3 separate regions of the Gossypium arboreum genome follow, and all the other regions are linked to region 1. A link is a contact called in public Hi-C data. All regions are on one chromosome and are shown on one strand. Each heading gives the region's core, a stretch centred on a gene start, on an enhancer-like site or on the middle of the called end of the contact. The rest is flanking DNA. Distances are from core to core; before and after follow the strand shown. Region 1 holds the start of LOC108453375. Region 2 holds the start of LOC108454058 (vacuolar-sorting receptor 1-like). Region 3 holds the start of LOC108489328.

Region 1 (4,047 bases), core at 823-3,322:
TCTTTCATTTTCCATCAACTACCTTCACAAAGCTTACAAAATCAACAATGGCATAACTCAAAATCACCATCAAAATAAGAAATTAAGACATGTGCTTGATAATATACTAAGCAACGATCACAAAAACGTAGAAATTATCAAAAACCGAACAAAAATGAACCTTTAATCAAGCTTTATCATGGTCGAACATTCAAAGCTCAAGACCCTATTATTTTCTTCTATTTTTGGCTGAACAAGGATGAATATAACACCACTTTCATGTTTTCTTTTATTAAATACTTAATTATGCAACAATTATCGTTTTGCCCATGATTAATAAACATTTAAAACATTAACATATAAGGCCATTTTAGTCCACTTTCAATATAAATGGCATATTAACAACATAAGGAACTCATAATCAATAAGCCATATCAAAAAGACACTTTTAACAGATAGCAAGCCATTTTTACATTTTATACGATTAGGTCCTTTTATCAGATTAAGCACACAAATGATCAAATTTTCATACGAAACTTTTACAGACATAAATTCATATATTATAAACACGGAAAATAATATTAAAATATTTTTTGACTTGGATTTGTGGTCTCAAAACCACTATTTCGACTAGGGTCTAAACTAGAATGTTACGGTAGGCTTAAAATGAGCACCCCACCCCACCAACAACTCTCGTTTGGTTTTTGACTTGGATTTGTGGTCTCAAAACCACTATTTCGACTAGGGTCTAAACTAGAATGTTACGGTAGGCTTAAAATGAGCACCCCACCCCACCAACAACTCTCGTTTGGTTGAGCCATTGAGGATGGTTTCCACCTATCTAGCAATCAAAAACCCTTCCATCAGGGTGGTAGGTTTTAAAAGCTCTAGGTATTGCCCCACATCAGCTTTCAAATTATTGATGAATATACTGATAGCGTATTGTTTAGGTAACTGCAACTAATTTAACAAACTAATGAAAGAATTATAGTATTGATTGATCAAACCTGTATGTTTAAGGGAGAGTAATTCTTTCATAGGATCCTGGAAAGTTTGATATCCAAACTTGTCCTTGGGTTTTTGCGCATATGACTCCAATTCAACATGTGGAACCCCTTTGCCTTTGAGCATAAATATGATGTCAATCGAGAGCCTTTCCCTCTAGATACAACATGACCATCCTTACTCTAGCATTCACCAAAATCTCCTCAGTCAAAAAGTACTATTCTAGTTTTGCCTACCAACCTCTAAATTTTGTACAGTCAAAACGAGGGCAATCCAATTTAGGGGGTTTAGTATTGACCTTGACAACATCGGAATTTTGGAATGGAAACAGGGAATCCTTAAGAGGAAATCTTGGTGGAGGCCCGCTTAACACTCCTTTCCCCTTGTCAGACAGTAAAAGTTTTCCCAAATATTGCTTAAATATACCATGAAGTTGACCTTGAAGCTCAACCTTCAACTTACCCCGAAAATCCTCCTTTAGTTTTTTGAACCTATCCCTAATATGACTATCCAATTTGTCTCCAATATGACTATCCAGTTGAGAGAGTTCGGATTGAAGCTTAGTGACTTCTTACTATAGATGAGTAACCTCCTTTTGTAGACAAGTGAAAATTCCATCCCCGAACATGAGAATTGGCTTGCTCTGATACCTTTGTTAGGAGATTGTTTCCAAGAAAACTAAGAGAACAAAAAACATTAAGAAAGAGCAGAGAAAGAAAATAAAATTTTCATTTATTTACTCAAAAGCAAAAAACATGCCTTCCTTCTTTCCCTTATTCGTCGATTATAACGAAAAAAAATGATTGCCACATGGAAAGAAAGCAAAGGCAATTACAACTGAAACAAAACACAGCGTAATCAAAACTATTCATTTCATTAAAATCCCTTTTCCTCAAAATACTGTGTAGAATATTAAACACAAAACACAACATAATAATATAATTTAAAAACTTATTAAAGTACCCTTAACAAATATTTTGTTTTAAAAACGTACCCTAGAACTTTCAACAATTTCGAAGGCAGAGAGGATATTTATCTGAGTTTTTACTCTATTATCAAAATATCTAACAGTTGATTTTTATCTTATTAAATTAGATGGCCATTTCAACGAAGCGGTCTAAGAAAGAGGCGGCCCAAGAAAACCGGTTAAGAGAGGTTGCATATTAAAAATTAATTATCGTTTGCAGTAATACGGTTCCCTTATTTTCTTCTACATATCTCTCTTATCTATTTTCACATACCGCTCCAACCCGATTCGGCTCCGAAATGGACTCTGAGTCTGTAAGTTCCGCGAATCCCTCACGCTTGCCTCTGAGCATTTAGAAAGAAACCTTTCGGGAAAATAACATAAGAGAGAAAAAAAAAAGAAAAAACCGAATACATCCATTTCTAGGGCTTTAATTGAATGTATTCATCTATGTATTTAAAATTTAAATATTAATTGGACGTTAGTTATTTTCTTTTTCTTTTTCTTTTTCATATCTAGTTTTGAAGAATTCGCGATTGTAAATGCTGCTTAGGGTTCTTGAAGAATTGCTGCTTTGAAATATATATATTTCGATTTGGAACGGGATTTCCTGGGTTAGTTTTTTAATGTTGGAACCTTTTCTTTTTGGAGGAGGTAGCCAGATTGGGGGGGTTGATTTTAGGGTTTTTAGCCATTGATTTGCAAAACGGGAACGATAGGTTTGGGTTAGAGGATAATGTGTATACTGTGTGTGATTCAGAAGTGGTCTCGCCGGGTTGCTACGATGCTGCCTTGGTTAGTTATACCTCTCATAGGTTTATGGGCTCTTTCTCAGCTATTGCCACCTGATTTTCGATTTGAGATCACGTCCCCAAGGCTGGCTTGCGTTTTTGTGCTTTTGGCAACTCTGTTTTGGTATGAGATTTTAATTCCCCGGCTATCTGCTTGGAGGGTTAGAAGGAATGCACGCCTTAGGGAGAGGAAGAGGTTTGAGGCTATAGAATTGCAGAAGCTTCGCAAAACTGCAACACGAAGGTGCCGGAACTGCCTGACTCCATACAGGGATCAGAAACCTGGTGGTGGTCGGTTTATGTGCTCTTATTGTGGCCATATTTCAAAGAGACCTGTTTTGGACCTGCCAGGTCCACCTGGTCTGGGTATTTCAAATTCTGGGATCATTAAGGATCTTGTTGGAAAAAGTGGTAAACTCTTGAATGGAAAAGGATGGTCGGAGAATGGGTGGATGTGTGGGCAGGATTGGTTAGAGAATGGCAACTGGGTCTCTGGGTCTGTTGGAGGGAAGCCTAGCTATTGGTGGAAGAATGGCACTGGTGACTTTGGAGGAGTTGAAGATTGTTTGGCGAAGAAATCTTATTCAGGAATTGTTATTTTTGCATGCAGACTGTTAACGTCCTTCTTGAGCATTAGGTGGCTTTTGAGAAGGATTTTTGGGGTTAGTTCATCGAATTATGATGCTTCATCTGATGCAGACCACAGGGGCATGTTGACTAAGAGGGGTGAGAGTGGGACAAGCTTTCATGAGAGCAGAGGAGAAAAAGCACGCAGAAAAGCTGAAGAAAAGAGACAAGCTAGGTTAGAAAAAGAGCTTTTGGAGCAAGAAGAGAGAAAGCAAAGAGAGGAGGTTGCAAGATTGGTGGAAGAAAGGAGGAGACTGAGGGATGAAAAACTGGAGGCTGAAAGAGATCGCAGCAAATTATCACCATCTGCAAAGGAGAAAGAGATAAAAAGGGAAGCTGAAAATAAGTCTAAAGAGAGAAATAAAGAGAAAGATAAAGCATTTAGTAAGAGCCACACTGATGCAGAAGAGCTTGAAAAGAGAGCTGTTAAGGAAACTGAACTGAAGCATGACTTTGATAAGAAGTGTGAGATTGATTTCCGGGAACATCTGAGGTCTGGGTCTGATAATCTCAAGGGCAATGCTCTAGAAACAGGACATGTAATTAAAAGTACTCCTGCAATTAATTTTAGCCGGGGAAATGGTGGAACTAGATACCTTGACCGTATGAGGGGTACATTTTTGTCATCCTCTAAAGCTTTTACAGGAAGTAGTTTCTTTGGAAAGAATACTAATATTC
Region 2 (4,047 bases), core at 429-2,928, 450 kb before region 1:
GAAGCACGACATCTTTACCATCATATCCTTTAGAGAAGTCTTGCTCAGGATCTGGGGCACAGTACCTCCCATGATTGATACACTGTGACTTGCACTGTTTGCTGAGAAGAAAAGCTTCAGGGCAATACCAAGTTATATAGTGTGGGATGAACTGTGTGTACCCTTTCTGCTCGAGTACTTGAGCAGCTCCTTTGAAGTTCTTGACAAATTCCATCTGGCTGTCACACTTTGGTCCACACTCATCATTGCTATTTGTCCAAAACTCATACTCAACTCGCTCGTCAGGATGCGGAAGAGATTCGGTCCAGTCCAGACTGATTTTAACCATTTCCCCAAAGGTTATGGCGTTCTTCAAACTGTCTCCCAGAGATTTGCTAATGAGGGCAGATGGAATGGTGATGTTCTGCAGGTACTCAGCACTAGCATTCTTTTCTTCAGGGGTATCCATGGTAATCAAGGACTCATCCTGGTTGTCAGCAACAAGAATTGCAGCAGCTCCAGCTTTCTGAGCATTCCATGCCTTCAAGGTGAAGAAACAATCTGGCAGAAGAGAAAAAGCTAATTGAGAAGATAAAAACCGAAACCAAGGGAAAATAAGGCCAACAAGTTTAAATCAACACGGTAGGCAATTCTAAATATAACAAGTGCCAACTATCAACTACTAACATATTTAAGTATGCAAAACTCAGATTATCACGTGTCACATTTACAAAGATAGAACGTAATGATAACCCATCATAATTTCCAAAATTGGATCATCAATGATAAAATTTACAAGGAAAAACTGGCAGACCTCCACGATTAACAAGGAGAAAAGTAGGGAGTCCACCAGGCTTTGATTTGAAGGAGATGTCAAACTCATCAAAGATCTTGCATGCCCCTTGGTTTGCCTTAGGATAAACAACCGTACCAACTAAGGTTCCACCATATTGAGGGACCCCAAAATTCCCAATCGCGCATTCGTAAACTCCTTTGATTGACCCAGGTGATGTCACTTTCAAGCTGTTCTCCTCCACTACGAACCTCCCCAAACAATTCCCCAATAACATAATCCATACGCAGATTAAAACCCCAAACTTTTCTCTCATCTTTCCTCCACGCAAAAATAAGAAACTTTTGTGATAGTAACCCAAGATGAAGAACCTTTGAATCTATTACTTAGCATAAAAGTTACCCTTTTTTTAGCTGAATTTTTCTTTTCTATTTCTCCTTTTGCATTTGTATACCAAACAAAAATACAAAACAAAGAGTCCGTAAGAACAAGTTTGTAAGATTTATCGAAGTTTAGAATCTGATGCGATAAATCCAAGGTTTGAGAAATAGATTGGGCTTTTGGCTATATTATATCAATTTATCTTAGTTTACCAACATAAATAATTTACGATTTGAATTGCGTGATGATCTGATAAAAATAAAAAAGATTTGAATATTTGATGAAGGGCTTGGATTTTTAAGATGAGCCTAATAATAGATCTTATTTACTTATTTTTCGATATTTGAAACTGCAATCCACCACAGAGCACAATCTCCATTTTTACACTATTCATTCCCTTTCTTGAAATTTGAAAATTGGCTTACTCCAGGGCTAAACTGATAGATTTCATCTATCCCCACCCCACCAAATAAACAATTATCAAGGTTTTCTTTAACCATCATTTTGTTCAATAAGAATATGACCAGGTGCAAATTCAGAAAAAAATTTTGAGGGCAGAAGAAAATTATAGTTTATATATTTATAATTTTTAAAGGATTAAATTAAATTTTTATAATTTTAGAAATTAAAATAAAATTTTACTTTTATTAATTTAAAATTTTAAAAAATTTAAAGGACCTAAATAAAAATTTCCCATTTTAGGGGGGCCGGGTCATGCCTCCCCCTGATTTCGCCCCTGAATATGACTTGTCACTGTGGATTTCCTCGATTTTAATAAACCAAAATCTTTAACTGCAAAATAGAATATAATTCATAAATATGTTTTTGCACGTGTGTTGCCTTCTATTTTCCTCCTTAAATTGCTTCATTTTGTAAATCCCGCTGACTGAGATGAGTTTCGCTCGATAGGGATGCAAGCCCACATAAATTCAATTAAATATATTATATTTCTTTCATAAAATTGTATATTTAATTATATATTTTAAATTTATATTTAATTTAGTTATATATTTGATGTGAACTCAATTACGAATTAATTCAGGATTTATATACCCGATTGTCTACATAAGTATTTGCACTAAATTTGAATGAAATTGAAAGAAAAAGTAAAGTAATGATAATTTTTTATGTAACTCTCAAATATAAATGAACCAGAAATGAACCAATATTATATATCAATACGACTCGAATTTTATAAAATTATTTAAAATCGAAAAATTTAGGAATGGATGGAACCTTGACCCCCTATGTACATTGAGATAAGAACCAAAAGTATAAGGATAATCGTTATACTTTGGGATAGTTAACAAAGTGATAAGATCGGTTTGAAAGTGCCACAAGAACGAGTTCTTGATAAGTTCAAAAAATTCTTAAAGAACAAAGAGATTAACTCAAACATGTTTATATAAATACAAAGTCTTGACCTACAACAATGACTTAAACAAAATATATTGGACACTTAGTAGATGAATGGCCATGTTCAGCCATAAATGAAGTACATGAACAATTAAAATGGATTAATATCTTTTCTTCAACAACCAATATTAGCTTCATAAATTCGTCCATGTGTGCTTAAGGATTAAGTAAGCTCAAATAGTCACAATCAGCCATTATGATGGACAGTGACCTTTAATAGAGCATGAAAATGTCCAATAGTCAGCTTCTAGAAGGTTTCTCCATGGCTTCATTCAATTCCCATCTTAAATAGTGCAATAAATCACTTTGTGTTGACCCAAAGGTCACTTTCAATGCCCATACGATCAACCATTTAAGTGTGAACAAAATGGATGCTTTTGTAAATCCGAACAACCCCATAGAAAAAATATGCAGCTCCTCTAAAATTTAATTAATCCAGCCATTAGTCTTCTACTAGGACATATTAAACAAACATTAGACACTCTAAATGCAATAATAAAGCTATAATAAACTTGGAAAGAATTTAACACACTTTAAGACATATTAAACATGCTTAAGACACATTTAAAAGGTGTAATAACAAAGACAATTTAAACACTCATGAAACATGTAATAATGAAGACATATTAAAAACGTTGTAATAATAAAACATAAATAAATAAAAAGCTATAGAAATAAATAAATTATTTAAGATGTCCAGATTTGGGCCTTATAGGCGTCTTAAGTTTAATCACTTTTTAAAACTCAATTGGCGGCTTCGGTTCGAGCCCAATTAAGGGACCCGAGATCACATCACTCCCTTCCTCTTCAAAGCAATTTGTCCTCAAATCGATACCTATATCATAATGGAACGAGTAATCAAAGTTCAAGTGCTCAAAATAATTATCAAATGTATTTTCAGAAACCAAAGCTTTTTTTTCGAAGTTTGGAAGCTCAAAGTCTTTCAAAGTTATACAAGCATCTCGGTCCAATTCAAAGTTGATAATAGATAGCGGCTTAGTTTTCCTCAAGGCCCAATTACGAGATCCAAATCTTTCTTCCTTGAGTTAAACAACTTGAATTCGATCCACTTCCGCCTTCAATCCCTATCATTTGGTATCAGAGTCAGCCATTTTATTTGTGATAAAAGTCAAAATACAAACGACCCAATGGTGAGTGAACCCTCTAATTGATACGGCTCAGGCCGCATCATGTTTCGATACAACTCAATGACATCGGGATTAGCCCAAACACGAGGGGCCCAAGTGCAAAATGAAGCTTAATTTCAGCTCAACGAGCTCAATCTTAGTTTTCCCCAGCTTATCTAGCTCGCTCCTAGCTCATTGTGTAACACCCCTAACCCGTATCCGTCGCCGGACTGGGGTTACGAGGCATTACCAAAAAAGATAAAACTCTCACACATTCAGATAGTCTATCAAACCATATTCAAAAATATACCTTTGTAACTTCAGTTTATCAAATATTGAATCATTAATACA
Region 3 (4,047 bases), core at 748-3,247, 420 kb after region 1:
TAATTTTATTTTATTTTAACTTAAGGATGAAATCATCATTAATTAAAAGTTTAGGGGTAAAATGATAATTTTGTTTAGAGCATTAGTTGAATGTATTATAACATGAAATAAATGAAAACGACGATCAAATTTCTTTATAAAGATCCGGATGACTTGAATATGAGACTTGAACGTGGAAAAGAAAAGATATCGGATTAATGAAATATTTGATAAATGAATCGGTAACTCAGGTAATGCTCCGTAACTCTATTCCGGTGACGGATTTTGGTTAGGAGCGTTACAGTTACAATTTTTTCCACACCGTCATGAGTTCACGCTTTTTTTCCCTCTCTTTCTCTTCATTTTTTACCAGTTTGTTTTTTTTTATCATTTTCTTTCTTCATTCTTTCTTGGTTCTTTTTATTCTTCCCAATTTTATATCAGTTCGGATACGAATTAATGTTTAAAGGTTAAGAACTATAATTCGTTTTCTAATAAGCTAAAAAACTTTTATTTTTATTTATCAAACTTCTGCTTACATTAATAATGGATTGAAAACTTGACCATCTCCACTATCATCTTAACTTTTATTTCAATAATACTAACTACAATTAGAATAATCACATTACACAATTACTAATGTAATTTAATAAGTATTTTCTCCTATTTCATTATCTTTTGCTTGAATTAAGTCTATCGAAAATCCTGTGATATTCAACTTTGCTTGATTTGAGTCCGTCAGGAATCTCGTGACCCAAGGGTGCTTCTAGTGAGATAAGGTTCGGTCAGCCTTCATCTAATGCATTACCTTAATAACTAGAACTGTTGCCGCACGAATACTACCATAAACTTGTGCCCACCGTAATCAACACTTTCTCCCCTAAAGGGTTTCCTTGATAGCATAACCAATTTGAACCCGTGACCGCATAACCATAGCAAAAAATTTCTCATTACTCTCAATTGGGAAATAAATTTTGTAGGTGATGATACACTCCCCAAATGACAAATGAAATATGTTTGTGTCTGAGCTCCACCGAATCACTGTTAAACAAGACATACCTTCAAACTATCAAAATTTCTAACTAAAACACAAACACAAACACAAACACAAACACAAACACAAACACACACACACACACACACACACACACACACACACACACAAAAAAAAAAATCTTCCCTCCCCGTTTTTTCAACATTTAAAATTTTTATCGTGTTCTCTCCTCTACAACTAATCCCAACAATTTCTCCTTTCATCTCTTCAACATAAAAAAAAATTACTTCAACATATGCTGATCTTTCATTGGGTATGAGTTTATATGGACATCGATGCCGTTGCACAGCCTAGCAACACCCAAAAAAAAATCCATATTTATTGACATCGATGTCGCCAACAAGAATGGCGACACTAATTTTTTTTTATAAATTCATTTGGTATTGTAAAAGAGAGCGACGACACTCATTAAAATATTTTTCTTTTTCTTTTTCTCTCGAAATACTCATATTTTAACACAAAAAATTTATTATTATTTTAAAATGACCAATCATTGTGTCATTATTAGGGGTGGTATCGTCAATGGGTATAGCGACACCAGAGTGCACTATAAAAAACAAGTTATTCTCGTACAAGATTTTGAATTTGGGTAATTTTTGTAATTAATAAATTCTTTTAAGTTAGTTTCTAAAAAAATCCTAAATAAACTCAAATTAATATATTTATGTTAAAGTGAAGTCTTGAAATTTATGCTTAAATTAAGTTAGCTTTAGTTCCAAATGTGTTCCAAGTAAGGGATGTTACAACTAAACACTAACTCAATTAAGAAATTACAAAAAGGACCTTTTGTATTCAAAACAAATTATATGCACTTTTAATTCTTTTAATTTAAAAAATAAAATATACTTATTCTAAATTTAAACTCATGAGAATTAAATTTTATCCTTACCACACAAATTCTAATCTCATTTTATCTATAATTTAATTTAATTTTTAATGTGTTACATATGGGTGTTTTAAATACGAATATTAATAATAATACCGGTGGTTAACCTTGTTACTATTTTTGAGCTACGCTGTAATTGTTAAAAGGGCCGAACGATTATCAAAATTAGGGTTTATTTTTGAAAGAAATTTGTTGGATTAGGCATAAAAACCTATCAAACCTTCACCGGCACAAAGTTATCGGATATTTCTTGCTCCACTGTCTTCGACTTCGCTGAAGCGCACTGATTCGACGTTACTCTAATTGAACAAATGGCGTCTAATCGACCTCTCTCTGCTTCTCGGGCTTGAGTTTGAGCTCTTGCAAGTTGCCGCACTGAGTCAGGTCAGCCTTACCTCGCTCTTATTTTTCATCTTTGTTCATGTTTCTCCTTTCAAGGCGTCTCGATTTTCTATAGATCCAATTTGTTTCGATATTCAAGAACGGTTCGCCGAGGGAGGGGGTATTGAAGGCGCCTTTTCTTTTTAATAATTGATTCTGTAACTACTTAAAGTATGGCTAGAAGATACAATGAATCGAGCAGCGATGATTCGAGAGATGAGAGTGGGGAACGTGGTAATCGTCGCAAAAGGTATTCTAGGTCAGATAGGGAAAGGGGAAGACGAGAAAGAGGAAGAGAAAGAGAACATGGCGATGAGAATGGGGAGAAGCGGCAGAGGGAAAATTCTGGATCTTTTGGTGAAGAAGAAGGCAAGCGTGCTAATAGAGAGAGGAGCGAAGAAAGTGAAAGAATTCATGCTGATAATGATAGTAAGGATAGGCAGAGAGAAAAACGTCCTAGATCCTCTGATGAAGAAGATGGCAAGCATTCCTATAGAGATAGAAGGGGTGAAAGAGAGAGAATTCATGACGGTGATGATGATGGTAAGGATAGGCGGAGAGAAGAAGGGTCAAGATCTTCTGATGAAGAAGATGACAAGCCTTCCTTTAGGGATAGAAGGCATGAAAGAGATAGAATTCGTGAAGGTGAAAATGATTCCAAGGCTAGGCGGAAAGATACACAGGAGGAAAGTTCTGAATCTTCTGATAAGTCAGAAGAAGAGAGGCGAGCCAAGAGGGACAGGAGTGGAAAAAGGGATAGACGTCATAGGCATGACACTGGACATAGGGATTGGCATAATGATAAGCAGCGGGAAGAAGATAGGTATAGAAATAGGGACTGGTGGCGTCATTCACGGCATGATTCTGATGATGATGATCGCGGAAGAAGGTCCCATAGAAATACAGAACTTGAGAATAGAAGTCAAAGGAGAGACAATGATAATCAACCAAGCCGTAGAGACGGAGATGATAATAGCTTTAAGGAGAAAGAGGAAGGAGAAATCAAGCAGAAACAACCAGCTTTTCAGCAAACCAACTTGAATGGTGATACCTCGAATTTAGGTAGGAGTGGAGGAGTTTACATTCCTCCATTTAAATTAGCTAGAATGATGAAAGAGACACAGGATAAGAGCAGTGTTGAGTATCAGCGATTAACATGGGATGCCCTCAGAAAAAGTATCAATGGTCTTGTTAACAAAGTAAATGCTACTAATATCAAGAATATTATTCCGGAACTCTTTGCTGAGAATCTTATTCGAGGAAGAGGTCTCTTTTGTCGTTCGTGCATGAAATCTCAGATGGCATCTCCAGGTTTCACTGATGTTTTTGCTGCACTGGTGGCTGTTGTTAACACCAAGTTTCCTGAGGTGGGGGAGCTATTGTTGAGAAGGATTGTTTTGCAGCTTAAGAGAGCATATAAGCGGAATGACAAGGTGATTAATTGCCCCTTCACTAATTCTGATGATTTAGGGTTTTTTTTTTGTGTGTGTGTGTGTGTGTGTAACTGACTGTTTCTTGTATTGGACAGCCTCAATTATTGGCAGCTGTTAAATTTGTAGCTCATCTTGTGAACCAACAAGTGGCTCACGAGATTATTGCTTTGGAACTACTCACTGTTTTGCTGGAAAACCCTACTGATGACAGTGTTGAGGTAGCTGTTGGTTTTGTTACTGAATGTGGTTCCTTACTTCAGGATCTTTCACCAAAAGGCCTACATGGTTAGTGTTACCATTTGAATCATGTATTT

The links. A called contact is a pair of places that touch in the nucleus more often than the background predicts.
Region 2: a Hi-C map of leaf shows a contact between it and region 1, with 2.7 times the contacts expected there. The contact joins the promoter of LOC108454058 here to the promoter of LOC108453375 in region 1. A contact is called at or near these places in 2 of 5 Hi-C or Micro-C datasets (both in leaf).
Region 3: a contact with region 1 is called in a Hi-C map of leaf, with 2.9 times the contacts expected there. The contact joins the promoter of LOC108489328 here to the promoter of LOC108453375 in region 1. A contact is called at or near these places in 2 of 5 Hi-C or Micro-C datasets (both in leaf).

The regions. Positions count from the first base shown.
Region 1 is chr3:78,998,043-79,002,089 of ASM2569848v2, reverse strand. It overlaps LOC108453375, which reads left to right and starts at 2,072. Exons shown (of 4, transcript XM_017751445.2): 1 at 2,072-4,047. The coding sequence starts at 2,688.
Region 2 is chr3:79,445,322-79,449,368 of ASM2569848v2, reverse strand. It overlaps LOC108454058 (vacuolar-sorting receptor 1-like), which reads right to left and starts at 1,678. Exons shown (of 11, transcript XR_001866666.2): 1 at 794-1,678; 2 at 1-540.
Region 3 is chr3:78,575,193-78,579,239 of ASM2569848v2, reverse strand. LOC108489328 reads left to right here and starts at 1,997. Exons shown (of 7, transcript XM_017793787.2): 1 at 1,997-3,733; 2 at 3,829-4,018. The coding sequence starts at 2,474.